Regions from separate parts of the Ovis aries genome. Here region 2 is linked to region 1. The links are chromatin contacts, called in public Hi-C maps. All regions are on one chromosome and are shown on one strand. Each heading gives the region's core, a stretch centred on a gene start, on an enhancer-like site or on the middle of the called end of the contact. The rest is flanking DNA. Distances are from core to core; before and after follow the strand shown. Region 1 holds the start of SLC30A1 (solute carrier family 30 member 1). Region 2 holds the start of TRAF5 (TNF receptor associated factor 5).

The links. A called contact is a pair of places that touch in the nucleus more often than the background predicts.
Region 2: a Hi-C map of tail adipose tissue shows a contact between it and region 1, with 2.7 times the contacts expected there. The contact joins the promoter of TRAF5 here to the promoter of SLC30A1 in region 1. A contact is called at or near these places in 2 of 16 Hi-C or Micro-C datasets (skin fibroblasts and tail adipose tissue).

The regions. Positions count from the first base shown.
Region 1 is chr12:71,350,430-71,358,293 of ARS-UI_Ramb_v3.0, forward strand. SLC30A1 (solute carrier family 30 member 1) reads left to right here and starts at 3,029. Exons shown (of 2, transcript XM_027975969.2): 1 at 3,029-4,114; 2 at 5,882-7,864. The coding sequence starts at 3,499. The coding sequence ends at 6,786. It overlaps LOC121816105 (a long non-coding RNA gene), which reads right to left and starts at 4,208. Exons shown (of 3, transcript XR_009595758.1): 1 at 1-4,208.
Region 2 is chr12:71,520,419-71,528,282 of ARS-UI_Ramb_v3.0, forward strand. TRAF5 (TNF receptor associated factor 5) reads right to left here and starts at 4,457. Exons shown (of 10, transcript XM_060396218.1): 1 at 4,396-4,457.

The DNA of each region.
Region 1 (7,864 bases), core at 1,779-4,278:
GCTAAGAAGATCCAATTTGGAGAAGCCTGGCATTGATAAAGCAGGGAGATGTCTTAGAGGGCTCTGAAATTGCAAAGTTTGTGTTCAACATTTGACTTTCACTCAAATTGGCAGTCTCTTTCCAAAATGAGCATTATTTTCTCATCTTTAAAGTATGCTGAGTTTAGTCAGTTTGAGCACTAAGCAAATTGTCAGGAGAGTTCTCAAGAATTAGGAAGAAAAAGCCAATATATCTTACTCAACCTGGGGCCACAAACTCCAGGAGTGTTGGTGAATAATGGTATGGCTTTCCTTCATTTTAACCCACTTCTGGCTGTGTTAATGCTATGCCAAGACAATCGGCTAAAAAAGGACAACTTTGTGTCAAGCTACCAAAGTATTTTGACTACACTATGCTAGAGGGGAAAAAGGTTTATTTGACTGAAATGGTTTGCTGAGAGGTAAATATTACTCTTTCTGGAATGCATGATTATAACTTTTCCAATCTGGAAAATGCATCTCTGACACCCCTCCCCGCTTCTAGGTTGTGAGCGCATAAAGCACATTGTCTGGGAAGTGGCTTGCAAGAGGGGGGAAAATGTGGCACCACGCAGGTTCTCCTAAGTGACTACTGAGTTGGCTTGAACCTAGAGCCCCTTTTACGTGGGTCTGAACGTCTCCCAACTCAGTCTGCTTAGTTACTGAAAGGATTGCTACTGTTTGCTGAGCATCCTCGCCTTCGGCATCGTCTTATTGGTTTCTTTTTGGACATTAAATACTTACACTTGGAGGAATATCTTTTCTTTTTGCTTTTGCCCACACAGTACATGGCTTTTAGGATCTCAGTTCCCCTAACCAGGGGCTGAGCCACGGCCACAGAAGTAAAGCATTGAATCCTAACCACTAGACTACCAAGGAACTCCCTGAAGGAATCTATCTTTTAAGTAAAGGGACCCAGCAGCTCCCAATAGGAGGCAAAATGGTCTTCCACTGCCTCCTGGCCATTTCCGTGGGATATCTTGACCCACACGTGGCTCCTCAGTGTCTATATAGGAGGACCTGATTTGGAGGAGGTTTGAGGCTGTATTCATATACATGAATTCACAAACATCCATTGTCTTCACCAAGGGAGAGAAGATTATGGAAGTCCCCAATCCCATCTCCCCACTCCTTAGCAGTGCCACCATCCAGACTTCACTGAAAATTCAGCACATTAAAAAACAGGCTCAGTATTTTCTCCTTAAGAGCAGCTCCTTGCACACCCTTTCCAACTTCTCCACCTGTTTTAAGCAATATGTTCCTTGTTGGGTTAAAAACTATGTTTTTAAAATTCTCCTCATCAGCTTTCACTCTCCCAATACCCAATTAATCAAGTCCTGTCAATTCTTGCTCAATAAATATCTCAGGAAGTTTCCTCCATTCTTTTGCATTCTGGAAGAACAGAAATAGAAGAGGATCTGGCTCTCTAGTCTGGATGGTGAGATGAGAAACACCATATACAAGTGAATAAACTTTTCTAGAAATAATATTTTTTTAAATGCAAAAATACATGGCCCCAAACAAGCCTTATATACAGACCCTGAGGCACTGGCTAGCACTGTCTTTGTCTCCCAGCAATCCAGAGCAGTTGGAGGTCCTTTTCGCTGTTGAGGGGCCGAGTGAGGCCTTTGGGAGTCCAGTTCAGGCCACTCTGACTCTAGCCACCCCTCCACTTTCAAGAAGCCTTCACTTTCAAGTTAGCTAGTCTTCATTCAGAGCACAGCAAGGTATGTATCCAATCTGAAGCAGTGTTGGCACAATTTATCAGGAGTATTTCACCGTAATTTAAAATTTTATATATTTCACCTCCACCTGGACAGAAGCTTATTCCGTATTCTCACTGCCCCTCCCGTTCCCCATAGCAACCAACACTGGGTTCTGCTGTTTGTAGTGTATAAATACAATGTTTAAGTCTTAGAGCCTTAGAATTTTAAAGTCAGGGGGAATCTTAAGATCTCCTCTTGTTCAGTCCTTTACTCTCCATAGACGAAGAAACAGGTCTAGAGAGACCGGCTGACTTGCCCAAAGTCACCCAGCTGGCTAGTGGCAAAGCAAGAACCAGAACCCAGGTTTCTCCTGCTCTAAGTCTGCACCCTGAATGATCCTTAGATAATCAGTGACAGAAATATCTGACTTCACACAAGGTCTCCGGGCGATGGTGGCGATAGGGGGTGATTTGCTTTATTGAAACATTTACAAAGATTCCATTCAACGCCTCGCAGGACCGTCCTGGACGAACTCCTCAACTCGGTGTTGAGCAGTCACAAGTTACGTGCTGCACTTGTTTATGAGTCTGTCGGCCCTAATCGCGGTTCTTCTGACAGAAGCGCGTCCCCGAGCCTCCCGCCGCCCCTCACACTGGGGCTCCCCCTCCTGGCCCCTCCCAGGCTGCCGACTGTCACACGGCGGCCGAGCGGCCCGCCCCACGTGGACCCGGCTGGGAGGATCAAAGTCTGTTTGCTGGCTGGCCCCCGGCAGGTGTGAGGTGGGCTGCTAGGACCCGCAGCGCCTGGACAAGAGGCCCGCCACGCCGCGGGGACCCCGCCTGCCTCGCCCTGCCCCTCCCCCTCCTGCTGCACGCGGCCCGCGCCCCCTACCCTCCCCCACGACGCCCGTCGCTGCACCCGGCCGCGGCCCCCGGCCCACGCCCGGCTCCTGAAGGGAAAGGCCCCGCCCCCATCTGTTGAAGCCGCGACACCGCCTCCTCCCCGCCCCTCTGAGCCTCCGCCCAATAGCGAGCGCGGGTGGGCGGGACGCGGCGGCTGTCGTGAGGGGGTTCTGGCCAATGAGAAGACGTGCCGGGCCTGGTGGGCGGGGCGGCGAGGCCTTGTCACGCTCGGGTCCGTGTGAAAACGGGGGTTCCGAGTGCAAAGCAAAGTTTTTTTGTAAACCGTCTGCAAAGGCGGGGGGGGTGGCGGGTGGCGAAGAAGGCGCCCGACACCGGGCCGAGTGCAGCAGCCGTGGCCGCCGCCTCTTTAGCTCTTCAGGCGTCGCCTCCTCGGTCCGCGCCACACCGGAGGAAGACCGCCGGAGGGGAAGACCTGCGCGGAGAACCCGCAGATGCTTGGAGCCTCCTCAGCGCTGAGCTGCCGGTCGCCCGCCCCCGCCGCCCGCCCGCCCGCTCCCTCTCCGGCTCTCTGTCGGCGGGCTTCGGGAGCCCCAGCTCCCTGCCGCCTCCGCCGCCGCCCCGCTGTGGGTGTGGGGGGCTGCTGGGGCTGAGCCGGGCCTCGGCGCCGGCTCCGAGGACGGACGCCTGAGGAGGAGCTGCGCGCCGCTGGCCGGCCGGGGACGCCCGCAGGCGCGGGGGCTCGGCGGCTAGACCCCGGGCTCGCCCGCTCCTGTCCAGTCACCGAGGCCCCGCGGCAGACTCCCGAGCCCCGCGCCGCTCGCCCTCCCTCCCTCCGTCGCCGGCTCCTCGGCGCCTCGCCGCCTCCTCAGGAGTGTCCGGGCCGCGCTCGGGCGGGCTCCTCAGCCGCAGCCATGGGGTGCTGGGGTCGAAACCGGGGCCGGCTGCTCTGCATGCTGTTACTGACCTTCATGTTCATGGTCCTGGAGGTGGTGGTGAGCCGGGTGACCACGTCCCTGGCGATGCTCTCCGACTCCTTCCACATGCTGTCGGACGTGCTGGCGCTGGTGGTGGCGCTGGTGGCCGAGCGCTTCGCCCGGCGGACCCACGCCACCCAGAAGAACACCTTCGGCTGGATCCGGGCGGAGGTGATGGGGGCTCTGGTGAACGCCATCTTCCTGACCGGCCTCTGCTTCGCCATCCTGCTGGAGGCCATCGAGCGCTTCATCGAGCCGCACGAGATGCAGCAGCCACTGGTGGTCTTCGGGGTCGGCGTGGCGGGGCTGGTGGTCAACGTGCTGGGGCTCTGTCTCTTTCACCACCACAGCGGCTTCGGCGACGACTCCAGCCACAGCCACTCGCACGGGGGGCACAGCCACGGCCTCCCCAAGGGGGCCCGCAGCAAGAGCAGCCGCGCCGGGGGTAGCGACGACGCCGTGACCCCGGGCGAGCAGGGTCCCGACCAGGAGGAGACCAACATCCTGGTGGCCAACAGCAGCAACTCCAACGGGCTGAAATTGGACCAGACAGGTGAGGAGAGAAAAGTCGCCGCCGCAGGTGGTTGGCCCTGGGGAGCCCAGACCCCGGGATGGCCCCGGGCGGGGTGGCCCGCACGCCCCCTGGCGCCCGAGCCGACCGCGCCGCGCCGCCTCGGGGCCGCTCGTTGCCGGGCGGGCTCCCGCACCTGCGGGGAAGCCGCCGAAACAGACGACCCCCTCCACCCCCGCTCCCCGCTGTCAGCCGGGTGTCAGGAGCCGGGGAAGTGCGTCCTCCGCCCCCATATGGGGGTGTAGATGGCACCGCGGTGGTGAGAGCGGGCAAAAGGTCAGGAGGTGACCCTCAGCCCGCTGCGGTCCGCAGCTGCACTTGGCAGTCTCTTACGGGCTGTCGTTCCAAGAGACTGTCTGATTTTGGCGTTAGCAGGATCAGCAATGCTTCCTAATTAAATTTCTTGGCCCTCTTGGAAAACCGGAGAGAATCTCGATTTGATCCTTAGTTGTTGGATGTTTGGAACCTTGCTCTGTCCAAGTAGCGCTTTTGCCCTTCAAACAAGTTTCTTAATGTTGTATTCAGAGCGATCTTAGTGATTGTCTTTCCTGAACTCAAAATCTTGGTTAAAGGTTTCTGTTATGAACAGCAATGCATGTTTCGGTTAATTTTCTAAAGTCTAAACCCAATCCTGAAAATCCTAGACTTAAGACCTGTCTGGGCATGTTTTTTGGGTTTTTTTTTTTTTTTTTTTTTTTGCGGAAGGCATGTTTTAACATTTCACTTAGGATTTGTCGTTTCTGTACTAAGGTAAAAGTGATGATAATTTATTCATCTTATATTTTTAATGTGTAGTTTTCATTCTAAACATTAAGTGCTCTTGGAAGGAAATTGGGAAATAGGTGTTGAAAGAGGAGATGGGAAAAGGAATCATCCTAATGCCCTACTAACCAATCTCAGTGATATTTTTAATAGCTTGGTGTATTTCCTCCCACTGTTTTCCATTTATATGGAAATATCAATTTCTGTTTACCTATTTGTGTGAAACCACACACGCATGACACTACATAGACAATTTTCCTCTTTCTAGGATTCAGGATATCATGTTAATGAAATTGAAGTTGTACATTGAAAACGTTTAATAAACAATTGAATTTCCTCTCACTTCTACTCTGCAAGGAGTTATTCCAAAGAATATTAAGCTGTTCTGGTGTGTATAATTCCTTAAAAGGAGCTAGTAGGATAGATAGTGATCATTTAGTTCCAACTTTTCGTGAAGTCTCTGTGTGATTGTTGATAGGCTTATATGGTTGATTTGTCAGTTTCTAAACCCCTTCTATCAAGGGACTCTTATCATTTATAAGTGACAAAAGTCTAAAAGTTAACCTTAACGCTTTAATGATGAAAAGTGACTAGAGCTCTGTGTCAGGTCAGCTGTTTGTATTAGACTTATCCATAGTTGCATATGATTTGGGGGTGATAGCATTCAATTTTGTTGTTTTTGATATATACCAACAAGTATAGAATGTTCCCAGGACCCCACAGAAAAGGTAAACTTCATTTGGAAGTGGGAAGGTAGGAGGTTGGAGTATGAGAAAGGAGTATCATCTTAATGATGATACTTAATTTACCCCTGACCATATATCCTGGCCTGTACCCAGTATGTCAACTTATATTAAATTGCTCTGAGCACATTTCTTCGTATGTTTTATGAAAAATTTTCACCTCCATCTCTTAAATGGAATTAGGCAAGAATGTTTATATAAACACTTAAGATGTGTTTGATACAGAATTTTTATTTCTTTGTAGATCCAGAAAAGTCCAGAAATGATGCAATGGAAGTACAAGTGAATGGGAATCTTATCAGAGAACCCGAAGAGGTGGAATTGGAAGAGGATGAAGATAAGACTGGACAACTTAACATGCGTGGAGTTTTTCTGCATGTCTTTGGAGATGCTTTGGGTTCAGTGATTGTGGTAGTAAATGCCTTAGTCTTTTACTTTAATTGGAAAGGTTGTCCTGAAGGGGAGATTTGTGTGAACCCATGTACACCTGACCCCTGCAAAGCATTTGTAGAATTAGTTAATAGTACTCAGGCAACAGTTCAAGAGGCTGGTCCTTGCTGGGTACTGTATTTAGATCCAACTCTTTGTATTGTAATGGTTTGTATACTTCTTTACACAACTTATCCATTGCTTAAGGAGTCTGCTCTTATTCTTCTCCAAACTGTTCCTAAACAAATTGATATCAAAAACTTGATAAAAGAACTTCGAAATGTTGAAGGAGTTGAGGAAGTTCATGAATTACATGTTTGGCAACTTGCTGGAAGCAGAATCATTGCCACTGCTCACATAAAATGTGAAGACCCGACATCATACATGCAGGTGGCTAAGATCATTAAAGACGTTTTCCATAATCACGGAATTCACGCTACCACCATTCAGCCTGAATTTGCTAGTGTAGGCTCTAAGTCAAGTGTAGTCCCGTGTGAACTTGCCTGCAGAACTCAGTGTGCTTTGAAGCAATGTTGTGGGACACGGCCACAAGCCCAGTCTGGAAAGGATGCAGAAAAGGCCCCATCAGTTAGCATTTCTTGTTTAGAACTTAGTGACAATCTAGAGAAGCAGCCCAAGAGGACTAAAGTTGAAAACATCCCTGCTGTTGTGATAGAGATTAAAAAAATGCCAAACAAACAACCTGAATCATCTTTGTGAGTCTTGAAAAAGATGTGATGTTTGACTTTTGCTTTAAACTGCAAGAGGAAAAAAGACTCTATTGAAATTCTATGTTTGCCAAGTAGTGTAATTGAAGTCCTTGTCTGGTCACACAGTTTAATTCTATTTTTGTAAGAACATAATGGGACTGCTTAACAGAGTTCTATATTACAACTTTGTGATTATTAGTGCAGAGTACAGCTATGCTGTAACAGTTTTGGAAAGCCAGTTTTAACACTATGTTACATTTTTGTTTAAGTATAAACCTTATATAACATAATGCTATTTGATTTCCAGTTTTTCAATGGTAAAAAACTAATTAGGGGGATAAATAAATTTAAATTGTTACTGGAATTTCTCTGCTTTTCTTTTCCCCCAGTGTTATATTTTGTTTGTTAGAATTATAATTGCTAGAACTCTAAAAATTAACAGGTCTGTTTCCTTTGATGTTTTATGTAATATTTACTTGCCCTTTGAGATCATTACATAGCATAATGGCAGCATATTTTAAGAATGACTCATGAATATTATTAGGAAAAGTTCTTTTTTTTCTTCACATGGGGTTTTATGATACTGAAGATCAGTTACTCCTCTGTATCCTATGTTGCTGAGTATTATTCTAATAGATAATTAAATTGAACTAGTATACCTATAATAGGGCATATGGACAGTAAGAGCAGGGAAGGAAGTTTTACCAAATCAAATATTTAGATTCTTGTAAGTTAATAATCAGACTACATATCTAAATTATTCTGAGAATTTTAACTTTTTTAAAAAAAAAACAAAAAACAAAGGTAGCCTAAAAGATGAATGTGTTCACCAGCATTACTTTCTTTGAAAGATTGGCATTAGAAACAGAGTTGAAAGTTTACTCATAAAATATATACAATAAATATTTTTAAGACTTTAATAATTACATGTTAAATGAAAGCTTATTAATCTAATCTTTTAAATTGTGAGTGTTAAAAATAATTTGAGTCATTTCACAGTGACCAATTATGAATGGATTCAAATAGCTTTTTGAGCCCAACCAGCAATGCTTGTGCTTTACCAAGAGCCATTGACTTGAGAGAAAAAT
Region 2 (7,864 bases), core at 3,207-5,706, 170 kb after region 1:
AGCCGTGGCCCCGCTCAGGGCGGGAAGAGGACAAGGAGCTCCAGGTTAAGGAAGGAAACATCAGTGGGGACAGTGCAGCCCCCTTCCAGGAGCCGAGCAGCAGCTGCAGAGCAGGCTGGCGACTGAGGATTAGCAGCCCTGGAAGCCTGCAAAGGGCAACACAGGCAGCGGGGCAGGTGCACGGAGCTGATGAGGAAGAGAACGCCAAGGGCAAGGGCGAGTGCCAGCTGCTCTTTCCAGAAGCTGGTCGGTGAAAGGACGAGGAAGCGTGGGGTCCTGTTTAACAGAGACGGAGCATGTGGCAGAGGGGAAGGAGTCAGTGGCCAGGGAATTATGAAGGGAGTGGGTCTGTCTCTGTCTCCAAGAGAGGCAAGGGCAGGATCGGGGGTGTAGATGGAGAAGGTGCCCTCCCGCTGGTCAAGAGAGCTCCTTTTCCTCGAGAGAGAAAAAAGCTGTAGAGGAAACCTCGGGGATGCTCTGGCTTGGAGAAGAGAGGTGATGATGGAGCGCGGGTCAAGAAAAAAGGCGTGAGGCTCTCCTGGAAGGAAGTGAGCTGGGTACTCCTTCCCGCAAACGCGAACCTTGGGGCGGGGAGCTCCCTGGGCTCCCTCAGTCACCTCCGGGGCCACAGGACTTGCGCCAACACTTGGCTGCACACTGGTCTCTCTACAGCCCCATCCCCACCTGTATGTACCACTGCCTGCCTCCAGGTGCCAATGGGCAGAAACGACTTATCACTGTCACCGCAAAGGGACTTTGAATTTTTCTATGAGAACCGCTGAGTGTTTTCACTTTTATTTTCCCCCTGGCCCTCCAGCCCACTTCCTCACAAGACAAGGCCTGCTGGGGACCCGAGGGGAACGGTTGCTGTCTGGCCCTCCAAACGCAGTTTCACTCTGAGCAAAGCAGCAAACGCTGTAGCCTGGCTCTGGCCTCAGCAGCCCTGGGGGTGACTTCTGCCCTGCAGCTTGTTCCCCGACACACACACACACACCCCACCTACAACACTACTGGGGTGACAGCTCCTGCCCCAGAGGAACGTTGGGAAAAGCCACCATCTGAACAGGTATTGCTGTTCAGAGGAGGCCTCAGCTGCTGCCCTCCTGCCCTGGTCTCCTGACTCTTATTAAAGAACCCGGATGGGTGACAGAGGTGTCAGGCAAACTTTGATGAATGCTCTTTGGGTCCCCCCACCCTCCTGCCCAGAATCCTGGTTTCCTCTAGCCACAAAACTATCAGAGCTCATGAACTAGAGTCAGAAGACATGGGCTGGGGTCCCGGCCACTCCCCACGTGCTGTGAGATGTTTGAAGTCACGTCTGAGGCCCAGCTTGCAGCCTGGTAATGTACAAGGACAGCAGCTGCCTCTCCCTGCTCTTGGCGAGGCGATGAGTGGTTCAGCAGGTGAGACAGCTATTTGTCAACTGGACGGCGCTATGCTGACTTCGGGGTGCAGATGAGTCCTGCTGGCAGCGCAGTGTCTCCAGAGCCCCACCCAGGATGCATTTCTCAGCCATTGGACCCCGGCAGCTCGAAGCCCAAGGGAGACACACTTCCACTGAATTCAATGCCAGCATCTGTTTAGTCCTCCTCTGTGCTAGATGCCAGGCTACAAACAAGACCAGATACCCTGAGTCTCACCCTGAGTTTGCTAGCGGAGGTGGAACTAACAGAGGTGGTATCTGTTCATGCCATGGGCAGAGTCTCCAGGAAAACTTGCTCTGTGTTACCGGAAACAGATCATCCAGGCATGATCAGAGTCTGAGTCCACTTGTTAGTTGCTCAGTCACGTCTGACTCCTTGCCTGCCAGGCTCCTCTGTCCCTGGGATTCTCCAGGCAAGAATACTGGAGTGGGTTGCCATTCCCTTCTCCAGAATATCTTCTGAAACCAGAGATCGAACCTGGGCCTCCCACACTGCAGGCAGATTCTTCCCACCAGGGAAGCCGTGGTGGCCCAGCAGTAAAGAATCCACCTACCGTGCAGGAGACTTGGGTAGATGTGGGTTCAGTCCCTGGGTTGGGAAGATCCTCTGGAGGAGGAAATGGCAACCCACTCCAGTATTCTTGCCTGGAGACTCCCAGGGACAGAGGAGCCTGGTGGGCTACAGTCCTCAGGCTACAGTCGCAAAGAGTCAGAGGCAACCAAGCGCGGCAGCATGCAGGCACCTCCCCTTGTTTAGCCCTCACTGAGCTGGAGGTGGGTGGATGTAGCTCTGAGAAACCAAGGTGAGGGGCCTGGGGCAGAGGAACCACAGTCCTTGGAGACCCAGGCCTCACCCAGCAGTGGTGCCCAAAGGGTTATTTCACTCAGTGCTTCACCCTCCCCATCTGGGCCATGTGAACAATAATCCTGCTGTGGCCTGACTCTCAAGGGTATCATGGAGGACAAAATGAGAACAAAATGCCCAGAGCAATGGGGAAAGGCTTTGAAAGGGGAAGGGCTTTATGAGCAAGGCTTTCATATTTCTCCTTCAGGGTCCTCTTCAATAAAGCTGAGATAATCACGGAAGGTCTGCTTCTCAGGCTGGCCTGATGGGACTGACTCACAGACATCCAGCCCCCTCTCTCTGCAATCATTCCAGTGGTGACAGCAAGTACTTCCAGCGAATGGGACCCCATCGCCTTTCCATAGTTTTTCCACTACTCTGCCACCCAGGCCGGGTGGATGATGCTTGCGGATCAGTGGAAACCCTGCTTGTCCTCAGACCTCAGCCCAGAGGACCGGAGAAAGTCTCCCCCTCCACCACCATCCCTCTGGCAGGGCTTCCGCAGTTTGGCTCAGACAGAAGGCTTTCTTCTCCCAGTGTCCAGAACCCAGGGAGAGAGAGATTCCAGCATCTGAGGGTCAGCCCATTCCACCGAGTCCAAAACAAGAACCAAAACAGCAACAACAACAACCTTGATAAATAAAGGTTGGACATTTTCTGCCTCCAATGCACCTTCATCTCTTCTGCAGCAACGTCTGTCTCCCTTGTTCAAATTGAAGTTGGAGGTGAGAGTGTTCAGATGATAAGGTTTTCATCCAAACCATCAATCGCGCTAACAGCCCTGTCTGCAGCTGTCTGTGGGGAAGGCGGGGAAGGCAAGGCAGGCAGCTGCATGCTCCATTTGAGAGGTTCTAGCCCAGGCTTTCCCTGCCTAAAATTATCTCACCCCCGCTCCCCAGAACTGTTCTATACCCAGAAGCACTTCAACCAATTTCTTTTCATTTTATGTCTCCTTTCAAAATGCAAGTATCTCTGAAAGAAGGAATGTATTCCATTGGCCCTTCCCCACTTCTCACCCAGCACTGGTGCCCAATAAATATTTACTGAATTCAGTTGGTTACTAGAGGCCTGTCCGGAAGGGACACGGGTCAGAGCCCGGGGCTGTGGAGGGTGGGGTGCGCAGGGGACAGTCCCGGCTGGGAGCCACGCCTCGTTTCACCAACCCCACCGCGAGCGCTTAGCAGTCCTGGGTACCGTCACTGCGAGGTAACTGACTTCTGATGAAAGTAAATCTGAAATAGCCAAATATGGAAACTCTGCAGGAGGGGGCAGAAACAGCCCAGAGAGTCAGAGGAGACACCCTGGGGGGTTAGTAGCAAGAGCAGCGGCCCCAGAATTCACTGAGAATTCTCAGAAGTGCCAAAACCCTGCAGAGCAGTAACAAGGGCGAGGCCATCTGCTGTGGAGAACCCAGTTTCCACGAATTCTCTGGGTGTTCCCTGGGCAACTCGTTCCTACCTGAGTCTTGGTTTCCTGCAAGACCCCTTCGAGCTCTCCTTGGCTGGGGGTGAGGGTGGTTCTAAATGAGCACGCCCAATCGAACGGCTCCCCTGAGGTTCCACGCATGCCAGTATTTAAGCTTCATTCTAAAATATTCTGGCTGGAAGGTCCTGCAAAAGTGGAAAGAGCGGATGCCTCACGGCGCCATGCGGGAAGACAAGGGTTTGCAGGCACGCGTGCCAGGCACGCCTAAAGTCCTTCCCCGGCCCGTTGCACCCCGACCTGCCTCTGGTCCGCGGAGTGGACACCCTCGCCCTGGAGGCGCTCCCCAGCTCGGGACCCCCAGTCTCCATCCTCGGAATACCCCTTCTCTGCTCAGAAAACTCGTTCCGGGCCGCGGAACCCAACCGCCCCCCACCCAATACACACCGCACCCACTCGCCCGCATCAGGGGCCACCTGCCCCGCCGGCTTCTCCCGACCCGGGGTCCGGGCCCCTGGGCCTCCTCGCGTGCACCCGCCGCGGCCGTCGGGGACTCGCCGGGCGCGAGCGGGGGCCGGGCTGCGGGGAGGCAGCTGCCGGACTCCTGCCGCCGATGTGTTTTCGGTTTCAAAGTCATCGCGACGCGCTGAGAAGCGGTGCTCGGTGTGCTCCCTCAGGCCCAACGCGGCGACCCACCGGGACTCACCTGGGCTCGGCGCGCGGGCGCTCGGAGGGCGCCTGGCTGCTCCAAGGCAGCGGCTGCGAAGCAGGGGCTCGGCTCCCAGCTGCGGGGCCCCGCCCGCCGAGGAAGGGGGGCGGGCCCGGGCCCCGGAGAGGCGGGGCCTGGGGGGCCCAGGAGCGAGCGCGGGCGGGGGCGCCGGGCCCCCAGGGAGGGCGGACCGCAGGCAGGTGCTGGGCGGGGTGCTGAGAGACTGGGAGAAAACCGGCCAGTTGGAAACCTAGCCGACCCTCCCTCGAATCTTGAGTGTCTACAAGGAAGTCATCTCTGATTTCCCTGGCTGCATTTGAACTGTACTCGTCTTAACCCTTCAATCAGGGACAACTAAGCTCAACCAGTCCTTTCGTATTTTGACGCAATGGCAATCCACTCCGGTACTCTTGCCTGGAAAATTCCAGGCTACAGCCCATGGGGTCGCAAAGAGTCGGACACGACTGACTTCTCTTTCCTTTCCCTTCGTGAAAGTGTGTTAGTCGCTCAGTCTTGTCCCACTCTTTGGGACCCCACAGACTTTAGCCTGCCAGGCTCCTCTGTCCGTGGGATTTTCCAGGCAAGAATACTGGAGTGGGTTGCCATTCCCTTCTCCAAGGGAATCTTCCCAGCCTAGGGATCAAACCCGGGTCTCCTGCATTGCAGGCTGATTCTTTAACATCTCAGCCACCAGAGGTCTGGTTCAAATCTAGCCCTCCTGACCTTCCTTTACAACAGGACCAATTTGCCAGCCCCCTCCTTGCTGGCCCAGCAATCCCTTAGAGTTGTAGGGCTTGCCATTGTACCTAGGACTCTCCAGACGTCTCCTGTGATCTTAGAAACTTTGTGAAGTAGGCCTGGGCATGCTCATGTTACACATGACCCATCCGATGCCAGAGAGGCGACATGAGGTGATATGCCCGCGGTGTAGCACCCAGCAAGCGCCAGAGCTTCCTCCTCAGTCCCGTCTCCCTACTCCCCAGTGTCAGACTCTTACACCACTTCTCTCCCCGAGTATATGTTCTAACTGATATTTGTGTTCCACATAAATCTCCTCTGTGAAGGTTGATGGAGCATGAAGATCATGGATTTTAGAATATAATGGGCCCTAATTCCGATTCTAGTTCCTTCACTTTCAGTTAGGCAACCTTGGGAAATTTACTCAACTGCCTGAGCTTCAATTATTCACCAAAGAGGGTTAATAATAACAGGCACTATTCAGATATGCACAGGAGCCAGGCAGAAAACACACAGGAGAGAGGTGAAAGTTGTAGTCAGGGGGAAGGGGAGGGGACACCATCGCTGCACTGAAGACCATGTGTGGAGTCTAGAGGAGCAGCCAGGCTCCCTGCCAGCCTGTCCTTATCTGATTGCTTCTTTTTCAACAAGAGCCAGAAATCCAGATTCAAACCTTTTGGTTGGCAAGTCAGATTAACGATTTCATGGATAGATAGGGCCTGTGGTCATCTTCACTTATGCCTGCCTTCACGCACCTCCTTTCTCATGGTACACCCTTCACCCCCACACTCCCCAGGATGCTTACAAATCAATATGCTTTTGTAAGCTTATATCTCCTTTCACTGGCTAAAAACACAGTGTCTTGAATGCATATATGCAGGTATGCTTAGGGCCCTGGTACTGTTACTAAATATGATTCAATTGTCTCCCTCCATCCCTCTTGCCCATCAATGGAATAAAGCAGCCTATTTGTCTCAAGAATGATATCCAAGCTTTAAATATGATGAGATCAGACTCTGGGATAGAAAGTGAATCTTTTAGTGGTGGGAAGGGGAGTCCACATAACTCCAGGGCTGGGAGTCTCAGTGGGAAGATAGAGGAATTTCAGATAGATGGTAGTCAAAACTCAAGGACATGTTCCCACTTCCCCTTGTTGATCACATAGCCCTGGGCAAGGTGTCTGGGAGAAGTGAGAAAACCAATCCTGGGACCTAGCTGATGAAGGAGACATTATCTCTCTCCTCAAGGACCTTGAAGATGGATGGGAAGAAAAGGACATAAATACACACTAAATAGTAGAAACACACTCAAACATTAGAAGATGATAGCTCATATTAAGTTTTATTATAGACCAGGTACTGTGCTCAGTATTTTATCTTTATTTACCCATTTAATCATCAGCCCTATTTTACAGTTTGAAAAGCTCATCTCTTGAACACTTTGCCCCAAATTGTAAAATTCTTAGTTTTGGGGGAGGTGGGGTTTGAATATGGGGAGTCTGGTTCTTGTGGGCTTTTGGCACAGATGGTAAAGAATCCGTCTGCAAGGCAGGAGACCTGGGTTCAATCCCTGGGTTGGGAAGATCTCCTGGCAAAGAGAACGGCTACCCACTCCAGTATTCTGGCCTGGAGAATTCCATGGGCAGAGAAGCTGGATAGGGTTGCAGTCGGACATGAGTGAGTGACTTTCACTTCACTTCAGTCAGTACAACACATTGCCCCTCAAAAAACTGGTTGATGTGACATCAGACAAAACAGCTGAGGAGATTAATTTTAGCTGGTTTAGTGTTCTCAAAATATTTGCAGTATTCTAAACAGAATCCAGTTTTCAAGCTAAATTCATCTACAAAAATAAGGGCAGGATTGGACTATACACTAAATTTTTGCACAGAAGGGATAAACTTTTAGTCTGGGTAGGTTCTAAGCACCCTAAAATTACTTCCCGACTTCAGACCTGGCCTTCAGCTGTTTAATTTGCCAGGTAAATTGGTAAGGATATGGAATTGCAGCCTTGGCTGTCAGCGGAATGAGGATGGAGTGGAGAGGGCGCCACCTGCTGGAATGATGGATGGATGCATTATTTTCCTCGGGCTGCCCCTTTCTGCAGAGGGATCAATATTGTGGGTTAGTTAGAGTAGGGTAAAATGTCATACCTTCTATCATGGAGAGATCGCTAAGATAAGATAAGGAGGAAAAATCCTGTCCTTGGGCCATAGATTGCACGTCTGACATCGTTTGCAAGTTACAATGGAAAGTTCTTGCCCGCAACGGAACCACATGTGGAAAGCGAGATAGACAGCAGCAAAACACCTCCCAGGCAAAAAGCAAAACCGCAGGGTCCTGGGCACATAGAATGCTTCCCTGCCCTTGAAACAAGTCCTGCCTTGAGACAATAAGTGAATGCATGCCTGTGGTATTTAATTTCTTGATCCAGTGATATGTGGTCCCTTTGCTTTCATCAAATAGCTTTTACCCACTGACTCTGCTTGTCAGTGTGCTGACCACCACAGGGAGAGAGGCAGGGAGTGCTGGGGGCGGGGGCTTCAACCAGGACTGGAGAATTCCATGGACAGAGAAGCGGGATAGGGTTGCAGTCGGACATGACTGAGTGACTTTCACTTCACCTCAGTGTCTGACTCTGCAACGCCATGGACTGCAGCTCACCAGGCTTCTCTGTCCATGGGATTTCCCAGGCAACAATTTTTAATTGTTTTAAAAAACTCCTTTCC